Regions from separate parts of the Mus musculus genome. Here region 1 is linked to region 2. A link is a contact called in public HiChIP or PLAC-seq data. All regions are on one chromosome and are shown on one strand. The core of a region is the stretch at or near the end of the contact, and the rest is flanking DNA. Distances in the headings are between cores, read along the strand shown. Region 1 holds the start of Cops3 (COP9 signalosome subunit 3). Region 2 holds the start of Olfr225 (olfactory receptor 225).

The links. HiChIP or PLAC-seq counts read pairs in DNA pulled down with a chosen protein or histone mark.
Region 1: a contact with region 2 is called in an H3K4me3 HiChIP or PLAC-seq map of the 230-238 cell line, with 2.6 times the contacts expected there. The contact joins the promoter of Cops3 here to the promoter of Olfr225 in region 2. A contact is called at or near these places in 5 of 39 promoter capture datasets (the 3T3-L1 cell line, cranial neural crest, hippocampal neurons and 2 more), 2 of 484 Hi-C or Micro-C datasets (the HL-1 cell line and pre-B cells), 5 of 115 datasets of contacts at active chromatin or transcription factors (the 230-238 cell line, bone marrow-derived macrophages, embryonic stem cells and 2 more) and 3 of 9 other capture datasets (adipose tissue, liver and pancreatic islet).

Annotation. Positions count from the first base shown.
Region 1 is chr11:59,837,404-59,842,302 of GRCm38.p6, reverse strand. Cops3 (COP9 signalosome subunit 3) reads left to right here and starts at 2,536. Exons shown (of 12, transcript NM_011991.1): 1 at 2,536-2,633. The coding sequence starts at 2,579.
Region 2 is chr11:59,611,145-59,616,628 of GRCm38.p6, reverse strand. It overlaps Olfr225 (olfactory receptor 225), which reads right to left and starts at 3,663. Exons shown (of 1, transcript NM_001011740.2): 1 at 2,404-3,663. The coding sequence starts at 3,663. The coding sequence ends at 2,404.

The DNA.
Region 1 (4,899 bases), core at 1,287-3,786, 230 kb before region 2:
TCCAAGACAGCCGGAGCAATATTGTGAGACCTTGTCTCAAACAAACAAAACCAAGGCAAACATAAGAAGAAATCCTTGAACTCTTAGATGCTGTATGTCACCTAAAGAGGTGGCAGTTGTATGCTTTGGAGGGCATCAAGGGAAGAAACTAAAGAAGACTGAGAAGTGAAGCTTGCACCTTCAAGGGAGCAGTAGAACCTAGAGCTGTGCCTTATGCACTGATTTAGGCCAGTGGCAGAATGGGAGCCTAGCTACTCACATCCTTAACACTCAGTATCAGACTGAAAGTGGAATCTGTCTCCCACATGGATGGTGGGGATTTGAAAATGGCTAATTCCTGAGGCCATAGTCTCAGGTCTTGTCAGTTACACCAGAAGACCCACCTTATCTGGGAAGCTCATAAAGGCCTATTAAGCTGACTTTTGTACATCCTTTGACTCTCCAGCACAGCCCAGGTGGTATACAATGTGAAATGTGTATCCAAAATAACCTGAGTTGGGGACCTAATGTCTCTTCAAGGGTACAGAGTGTTGGAGAAACCCCATTTGAAAACACAGTTGTGGACTTCACTAAGTGTCCCCCGGTTGGGGACCAGTTGTTGCCAGTTGCTTGGGTATCAGGTCTCGCCCTGCTAGTCACATAGGGTTCTCCCCTTGTCCTTTATGGACTCCTGCCTCCCCTTATCAGAGCATACAGGGGTTGGGCAACATTACCCTGAGACAACAAATGCAGGCTCTTGGCTCATCCCTGACTACTCTATACCATCCAAGCAGGGAGTGGTTGCCCACCCGCTTGACCACAGATGAAGATGCTATATGAGCAAAAGAATGGGATGTCCAACCCCTAAAGTCCCTTTGACCATAGTAATGCCCGGTCAACTTATAGAGAACCATATGTGGGTCTATATTGGGAACAAGATAGAGGTTTACTGGTGAGTACGTGTGCAAAGAGTTCTTGTTATGACTAGATATGCCACTAGTACTGGTGTTTCTGCCCCCTTTGGAGCTGTGGTTCATTGACCACTTGGAAGGATGAAGATAAAGCAGTATTCCTCCAGAGGGTAGTGCCATCTCCAACTGTAAACCAGGAACCTATAATCTGGTTAAATATCCTTGTTGGTGACCGTTTCCTGTCACCAACCCACCAATTCCTCAGCTCCAAAACCTACGAATCCCTGAGCACAAACTCTCACCAGTCTTTGAGTTTGGCTTGAAATCTCACTAATCCTCACCGTGGAAATCTTTACCCTGGAAAACTCCTTCCCCATGAAACTCTGTATAAGCCTGTCTCCTCACCAATTCCCTGCTGCTTCTCCCAGGAGAGGCAGCACCCTCTGTTATCTCTCCCAATCTCTTGAGTGACGTTTGATGTGCCATGTGACTTTGTGGCATTCCTTGGCTCCAGACTGCCAGGATAACTTTCCCTTCAGCTGTCACACTTACACACAAGCAACCTCTCCCCTCAGAGCTGTAATACTTCCATTGGAGAAGTCTTTCCGGAGCTGTAACACATTCATTGGCATTGCCCCCTCGGAACTGCAACACTTGTATTAGGGAAAACTTGCCCCTTAGAGCGGTAACACTAACACCCTGGATCCCGGTTGCTTTCAAGAGTCTCCCTCTAAAGCCTCATTGCCTGAGGCCTTTCATTCATCTTATGAAGTGATACAAAGTAACCTTTTTCTCATCTTTGCTACAGCACTAGAAATCCTAGGAAAGAAATTAGTTCCGAGCCAAGCAGGAACCTAAAGTGTGCTGTGCTATCTATCAGAACCCCTTAGCCTTAGATTACCGAGCTTGCTTCAGAGGGAAAGTTTAACCTGAGTTTAACTGTTACAGATAGATGATGGTCATATAAGAAACCAAAGATGGAATGAGAAAAATCACTGCTTCAGTCTAGACCTGGGGAGCCTGGAAATCCGAGGAATTGCTTGGTGTTTAATTTTCAGCTTTAGAATTCAAAACCTTCCTAATGTTACACTTTGACTTGGGAAACTGTCCAGCACTAAGCTGTTAGTTCTCAGGCATTGTGTATGTTCAGAAATGAGCACAACCTCAGATACAGAAGGGTTTCTGGTCGTTAGATAAAAGCCACCATTCCTAGGAACTTATAAAACGAGTTCCCCATCCTTCAAAAGGAGTCATTTTCCCTTGCCTTTGGAAGAAAGTATGGCTCTCTAGTGACATGTTCCGGAAGTGGCAATGGAGCCGTGTCGGAAGTATGTGGCTAGGTTTAAAATAATGTTCAGTCATTCTAAGCAAAACTGGGCCCAGAAATTTTGTGCTTAAGTGTTATTCTTTCCTTTCTTCGTTATTTCCATTTAACATGAGACGAGATTTCCCAAGTGCACTACAATGAAAGGCGAGGGAGGGGACCTGACTTCCGGCGACTAGCGGAACTGTTTCCATGGAGACAGGAGGGGGTGCCTCAGCCAGGTAAGATCTCGCGGCGCTTGGCCGGCGGAAGTGACACAACCTGCCTCCAGGCTTTAGTGGGTCGCCGGGCCCCTCCTCCTAGAGCAGTCGCTTTTTCCCGCGCGAGCTTACCTCTGTTGCTCGGGCCACCAGCGGGGGGAAACATGGCGTCTGCTCTGGAGCAGTTCGTGAACAGTGTCCGACAGCTCTCAGCTCAAGGTGAGGCCTGGGCCGCAGAGCTGGCCCGGTATGCCCTGGCACCGGTGCGGATTTGGGACCGCCCTTCGCTCTCTAGCCTCTCCCCCTGGACCTGCTCAAGCCTTGGTGCTTAGGGTAGGAGCGCACGGCCGAGGGGAGCAGTCCTCGTGCTGTCGTGCGCCGTCGTCCTTGCCGTCGCCTTCCCCTGCCTCGGGCCCCGGAGACTTTCCTTCCCCTCCCCCTCCAGCACCCCCCCTCCGGGCCCCAGCCACGGGGCGCCGCTTGACAGTTTGGGGGCGTGACTTCCGGTAGGGGCATTCCGGAGCACCCATTGGTCCCTTGGCCATCACTGCTTTTTGGTGATTGGTCTAGCGTCCTGTCCGTCCTGCCGGTCTGCCCCCCCGCCCCCACCAGGCCCTTCTAGCGGCTGGAGGGGAGTCTTTTCTAGGCTCCTTGGCTAGAAGGCGTGAGTCTTGGCTGGCCAGCGGCGCACGCTCGGAATCCTCCGCCCCTATTTTGGTCGAACCGAGCTCCAAGGGAGCTTTCAGTAGTCGGACTACATCTCTAGGGCGTACAGTTGTTACTTTATTTCCCCCCCTTAATTTGCATACCGTCTGGTCCATTCATCTCGTCACTTGAACACACCCATAATCTTGAGCCAGAAGAATGTGACCTCTCTTTAATAGAGTTAAGGGAATGGAGTGGAGAAAGCATGTTAGAAATGCTTTTGACATGTGGAAATTCCGTGAGGTTAGGCTCGTTTCTTCATCTGTAGAAAAAGAGAGGTATGAGGTGTGTCCGGGTAGTTGTCCACCTAACTCTTGTAAGGTTTAAATGATGACACCATGCAAAATAAATGGTAATTCTCGTTTTCCTTGTCAGTGATAGACTTAAGCTCACAGGCCAGATAGACACCTGTGAGTGATTTTTTTTTTTCTTTAAATAAGTCATTCATCCATACGATACAGGTAGGACTAGTTAAGTAAGGAGTGAGCATAGGCGTGCACTCCTTTAGTCCCCTAACTCTGGAGGCTGAGTTAGGTGGATCTCTTGAGTTCAAGGCCAGCCAGCATTACACAATGAGAACCTTGTCTCTAAATAAGTTAATTAAGTGGAGCTGGAGAACAGCTCTCAGCATGTACTACTCTTTCAGAGGACCAGAGTTCAGTTCCTGGCATTGTTAGTGGACACCCAACCCCTTGTAACACCAGCTTCAAGGGACCCAAAACCTAACATCCTCTTCTGTCTCTTCACGCACCTTCACTTACATGCACATAACCACATACAGACACAGAAAATTAAAATTAGACAATTACAGCACAGCCGTACAAATGGATTCCTATGCAGCTGTGGGAAGAAAAGTGCATATACTTTTTGCAAACTGAAAAGGAATCTGAGGTCATCATTAAATAGCAGAAAGATGCTTAATAGTGTACACAACACAGTGCCATCTATGTGAATAAATAGACTGCATGGCGCATGGGTGAGTATTCCTATTCATGTGGACTGTCTTTAGATCCTTAAGGTGTTCACTGGTAACACTGGGTTGCTTCTGAGAAAAGAATGAGGCTAGCTGGAGTATAGACTCTGGATGGGAGAGGGTTCTCTTTAGTTTTGTAGATTGTCTGTAAACATGCACTTGGTTTTTGTTTGCTTTGGAGGTAGGGTCTCACTGTGTAATCCTGCTGGCCTGGAATTTACAGAGACCCACCTGTCTTTTCTCCTAGCCACACTATAATGCCATTAAGTGGAACTTTTTTTTTTTTTTTTTTTTTTTTTAAAGATTTATTTATTTATTATATGTAAGTACACTGTAGCTGTCTTCAGACACTCCAGAAGAGGGCGTCAGATCTTGTTAGGGATGGTTGTGAGCCACCATGTGGTTGCTGGGAATTGAACTCAGGACCTTCAGAAGAACAGTCGGGTGCTCTTACCCGCTGAGCCATCTCACCAGCCCCTTTTTTTTTTTTTTTTTAGCAGTTTGGAGGCTAGTCAGTCCAAGGAGCTGTTGCTTAGCTGCTCAGTAGACCCTTACACGTGGATTCACTTTGAGTTACCTGGTCACCACAGTCTCTTGTAGTACATTGAGGGCACAGAGTAGGTGGATAGTGAGTCGTGGGGAATGAAATTATGGCGAGGGCAGAGAGAAGAGCCCAAGTTGATGAATGACCGGGAGGTGAGTCAGTAGAAACCAGTTATTAAGTTGGCTCTGGACACTGAGCTGGGGTGTTTGGATTTATTAAAGCCTAGAGTGTAATTTGATTGAGTTTGCATAATAAGAAGTAGA
Region 2 (5,484 bases), core at 2,414-4,913:
GGATGTTGTGTAGGAGCTTGGAAGATAATGTTGAGAACAGTGCAGAAGATGGAGGCCTGGCTTGTGAAATTTCAGAGGGAAAATTAAAGACTCTTTTCAGGGCCATTGTTACTTTGATTGTGAAGATTCTGTGGTTCTGGTTAGCTGGGGCTGAAGAATCAGCTGTGATTAACAAGATACCAGAACTAGGGAAGTGAAACCTTTGTATTACTGGGACTATTGATGCTGGTTAGCTGGAGCTAAGAAATTAGCAGTGATTAAGAAGAGACCAGCATCATTGAGGTGACATCTCCTGGGAAGTGTTTTCTGAGAGCACAGAGGCTGTGTTCCAGAGATAACCAATGTTTTATTTCGTGCTGCAGCAGGACTTGGTAATGTGTAAGAGTCACCCAGGTGGTACTGGTTTTGGAGGCATGAAGGGGTCATAAAGAATGGCTGAGGCTCAGCACTGTGAGAGGCCACGGAAGGCCATTCATTGGTGAAGGTGCAGCCTCAGTTGCAATTGATGGCCCAGGACTGAAGGGGTCATGCAGTGTTTTGGAGATGCCAGTACCATGAGATGACCACCAAGAGCAGCAGCAGTGGAGTACAGGCATCTGGAGCCTAGAGGACGACACACGTGCTACAAAGGGCATGGCTGGAGAAGTGACCCAAGCCCTTGGAAGACCCCAGAAGATTGTGAGTTGGATCCCAGACATTGGAAGGTTGGAGATTGATTTTAGCTTTTGATTGTGACTGTGCCCTGATATTTTTCCCTCTTGAAGGAAGTTTTTTAGTAAAGCCCACAGTTAAGAGACTTTTAATTGTAAAGACTTTGGATTTTAAAAGAGATTGAAATTTTAAGAATTTGTAAAGACGGTGGGACTTTAAAAGTTATTTAGATCTTGGGGATGAATAAGAAACTAAGGGTTGAGGCTTACCAGTGATGTGTTTGTGTGTCAAGTTGACAAGGGGTCAATTGTACTGGCTAGTTTTGTGTCAACTTGACACAGCTGGAGTTATCACAGAGAAATGAGCTTCAGTTGAGGAAATGCCTCCATGAGATCCAACTGTAAGGCATTTTCTCAATTAGTGATCAAGGGGGAAAGGCCCCTTGTGGGTGGGACCATCTCTGGGCTGGTAGTCTTGGTTCTATAAGAGAGCAGGCTGAGCAAGCCAAGGGAAGCAAGCCAGTAAGGAACATCCCTCCATGGCTTCTACATCAGCTCCTGCTTCCTGACCTGCTTGAGTTCCAGTCCTGACTTCCTTTGGTGATGAACAGCATTATGGAAGTGTAAGCCGAATAAACCCTTTCCTCCCCAACTTGTTTCTTGGTCATGATGTTTGTGCAGGAATAGAGACCCTGACTAAGACACCCACTAATGGGAGCAACTCACGTATTTGTACAAAATGCTGAAAGGGAAAGAATAAAAGACATTCTGTTTGCATCTACAACAAACTCACATTCTCATTCTGGTATTCCCTGTAAATCAGAAGGGAAAATGTGAAGCGAGCTGACGTGTTTTTCAGTGTTAAGACAGTCCTACTTCATAACTGTCAGAGGGTGAAGGATGAGTTGAATGTTTTATTTCCTCATGGTTAGCATCGCCATCATCACTGCCATTGATAGCCTCATCTTGGTTCATTCTCACTAGTCCTCCTCCATAAGCAGTGATGGCCTTGCTCCCTAGACACTCCCTGCCATCCTTAAAGTTTCGGTGCCCAGTCTTTCTCTGATGCAGAAGGCCTGATTGATCCATCGGGAGCGATCCATCGGGAGCTGGTTCTACGAGAACTCTAGAGCACTGGCGGCAAGCTTTGTCACCCACTCATTACTGAGACGTAGAGAGTGCCGAGGTCAAGTGCTTGCCTGGGGTAGGCAAGGCCCTGGCTTCCATGCCAGCCCCGCAAAAGTCTAAAAGAAATAAGAGAGAAGGAAAAGAAAACAACAAAAACGAAGCTGAACATGGTAATCCAAATATTTGCAATCCCAGCACTTGGGAGACAAGGAGGGGCGCTGGGCTACAGAGATCGTGCCTCAAGAACAAGAGAAAAAAAAAACAAAAACCCAAAAACCAAAACACATTTGTCAAATCAAAACACACAGCTGACTCATGTTTCCATAGACCAATCTGTTCTGTTTTGTGCTACTTTTGAAATGCTTGCTACATTCACTAAACTCACTTTGTGACCTATACATGGGCCATGACCTGAAGTTTAAAATAAGCAATGCTTTTAGTTAAACAGTTAAGTCCGTTTGTGCGGGGACAGGGAGGAGGGTTGGCTGGTGACCATCAGAGGACATGGGAATGTTTGCTCCACAGGGTGGAGCAATAGAGCTGGAAAACTGAGACAGCTTTCTATGGGAGAGAGCAAGTGTTCCCATTACTTCTCTGACACACAGGCACATGCGCACACATTCTGTCAGACGGTGCCTCCTTCCTCTTGTGTCTGAACAGCATCACAGGTTAGCTGTAAATAAATCATTTCCTCCACTCTGTGCAAAAAAGGAAGCCACAGGTCTTTTTCTGTCAGTTTGCTGGGGTTTTTTTTTGTAAGAAGTCCTATCTCCTTGAATAAAATGGAGGCCCTTCCCTGCAGACAGTAATATACATCACTGATCTGGGACCTATGGGATACAAGACACCACATCGTTGCCACCTTTGGCTTATTGTCACTATGATTCACTATGGGTCCGAAACACATGGACAAGTGAGGTGAGTTCCAGGTCCTGTCAGTGCCCTGCGGGTCGAGCAGGTTTCTATCTTTTCCCAGAACCTTCAACATGGCCGCCTTCATGTCTTTGTTTCTCAGAGAGTAGATGAAAGGGTTTAGCGTGGGGGTCACCAGGCAGTAGAACAGAGTTAGAAACTTGCCCTGGTCCTGGCTTGCCAAATTGCCAGGCTGCATGTACATGTAGATGATGCTACTGTAGAAAAGAGACACCACCGCCATGTGTGACGAGCAGGTGTTGAAGGCCTTGCGCCGACTAGCTGTAGACTTGATCCTCAGGACGGCGGCAGCAATGTAGCCGTAGGAGACCAGGATCATAATGAGAGGCACAAGAACAATAGGGATGGCCAGGATGAAAATTAGGCCTTCTATCCAGCTTGTGTCCACACAGGAGATGTGGATGATAGCCGGCATCTCGCACACAAAGTGGTTGATACGGCGATGACCACACCGCCCCAGAGACATGGTCAGTGGGGACATCAGTGTCGAGCTGGCTGTGCCACCGAGCCAGGCAAAGGCTGCCAGCTTCAGGCACAGCTGTGGGTGCATGATGGTCAGGTAATGCAGTGGCTTGCAGACAGCTACAAAGCGGTCGTAGGCCATAACTGACAGGAGAATGCACTCGATGCCCCCCACGGACAGGAAGGCAAAGAGCTGAACAGCACATCCTACGAAGCTGATGGTCTTCCGTGGGCCCCAGAGGTTAATCTGGAACTGGGGGATGCTACTGGTGCTGTAACAGAGGTCAAGAAGGGACAGGTTGCTGAGGAAGAAGTACATGGGTGTGTGTAGCCGGAGGTCCATGAGGGAGAGGAAGATGATGGCTGAGTTGCCTGTGACAGCTAGAAAATAAAAGACCGTACAGACAACAAAGAGGACCATCTCCAGCCGGGGCTGGTCAGAGAAGCCCAGGAGAATAAACTCCCCAGAGCTCTCATTGTTCTTCTCCATCAGCTGTGACCTGTTCAGAAAGCATGACACACAAGCATTAGGAAAAAGCCAAGATGATCTGGACACAAACGGTCCCCCAGCAGGGACGTATTTCACCACATCATCAATATTTTAACTGTAGCGACTTGTTTAATGCTTGCCTGTCAGGTGAGGTACCAGGAGAAGATATTTGTCTACCATGGAAGGAAGCTCAAACTATCCCCCAAAGAGCACTCTAATCCATTTAATTAAGGTAAACGGATAAATGTTCAAATCTTTTTTTTTTAGTTTAAAAATGGAGCACCTATTGATATTTTTAGAAATAAAGTAACATTTTAAAAAGTCACTTTCCCAGAGTCTTCTAACATTGCAGTGATTTTCAAAAACTTGATACAATCACCTTTTCATTTTTGTGAAATTGTTTCAAGAAGTTTGCTTGGATCTCCCATTTCCTCACCCCATGTCCATGTTTCAGTCATCAAAGATCAGTTGCATAAAAACCTAGGCTATTGTTCTTATGATCTTGTGCCACGAGTTACAGGTGGAAAGGGAATGAGGCACACGTTGGCATTCAAGTTACTCACAGTGACTAACTATGCTTCCAGGAAACTAAGAGCCCATGGTCCTAAATGTTCTGACTTCTGAAAAGCTAAAGATTTGGTCTCACCTTGTGACCTAGTGATTCAAGTGACATTGCCTAAGAGACCCAAAGTAGCTTTCATTGTGTGGAGTTTTTCTGAAAATTATGGCACACAGGAAGGAAAAAAAAAAAAGAGCAAAATGTCTCACAAATATGAGACATGTTGATTTTCAAGCTTCCTGAAGCCCCAGCGTTCTAAGATGCTGGTCTGCAAGGAGGAATTCACCTGTCAGGAGGATGCTTAGGAATACCCAAGCCCTGTTTGCTGCAAAGACCTCTCCTCAGAATGACCTGCATCTCTGAGAGATGCATGAAGAGACCGAGTCCAGGATTGAGATGTTGCAGCCAGGTGAGGCCCTCAGATGAAAGGGGAGTCAGGGCATTTTTCCCAAGAGAAGAAAAATGATTGCTAAAGGCTGAAATCTTCCCGCACATGGTTCTCTGTGCTTGGCCTTTCTCTTAAGAAAAGTCGCAGCCATGTTCTTGGGCAACAGAAGCTGGCAGCTGTCCTCCCTCATACCCCGCATGCCACAAGTCAACAGCCTGTTACTTGTCTCATGGCTACACTTTAAACCACGCTTTGCTTCCAGTTTAAAAAAGGGAATCCAGTAATACAATGAATGAAAAATAGAAGAAGTAGAAAATAAATATCACATGCTCCAAGATACAAAAAGACAATGGCAAAGGGTGAGTTCCCTTGACCACATTCTTTAATTGAAGGCTAGAGGTTATTTTCTTGTCCAAAGAAATACCTTGATTCATGGTTATCTGGTGAAATCCCAACCGCAAAATCATTGAAAACAGATCTTCCTAACAATTCACAAGTTGTCTGATACAGACTCTCGGAATGCTTGAAGTATAAACAAACTAATGGGCTTAATTCATTGCCAGTAGCAAACCCAAATATTCTAATAATGTTTGTAGCAGTATATACTATAAGCTGAGAGGTGTACAATCATAAGTGTTCAGGAAAAGCTGGGGACATTTTTATGGCCCATTCCACACTGCTGCACAAAATACGGGAGAAGGGATGATCTGTAACAAACAGAAATGTGTTTGATTTACACTTATCTCCAGTTTGGGAAGCTCGGGGTCATGGGGATACATTTGGTGAGTGCCTTTTCGTTTTACCATTCCATAGTAGAAAGACAGAAGAGAGAGAGGTCAGGGTCATTGTTTTATTTGGAACTCACCTATGTGAT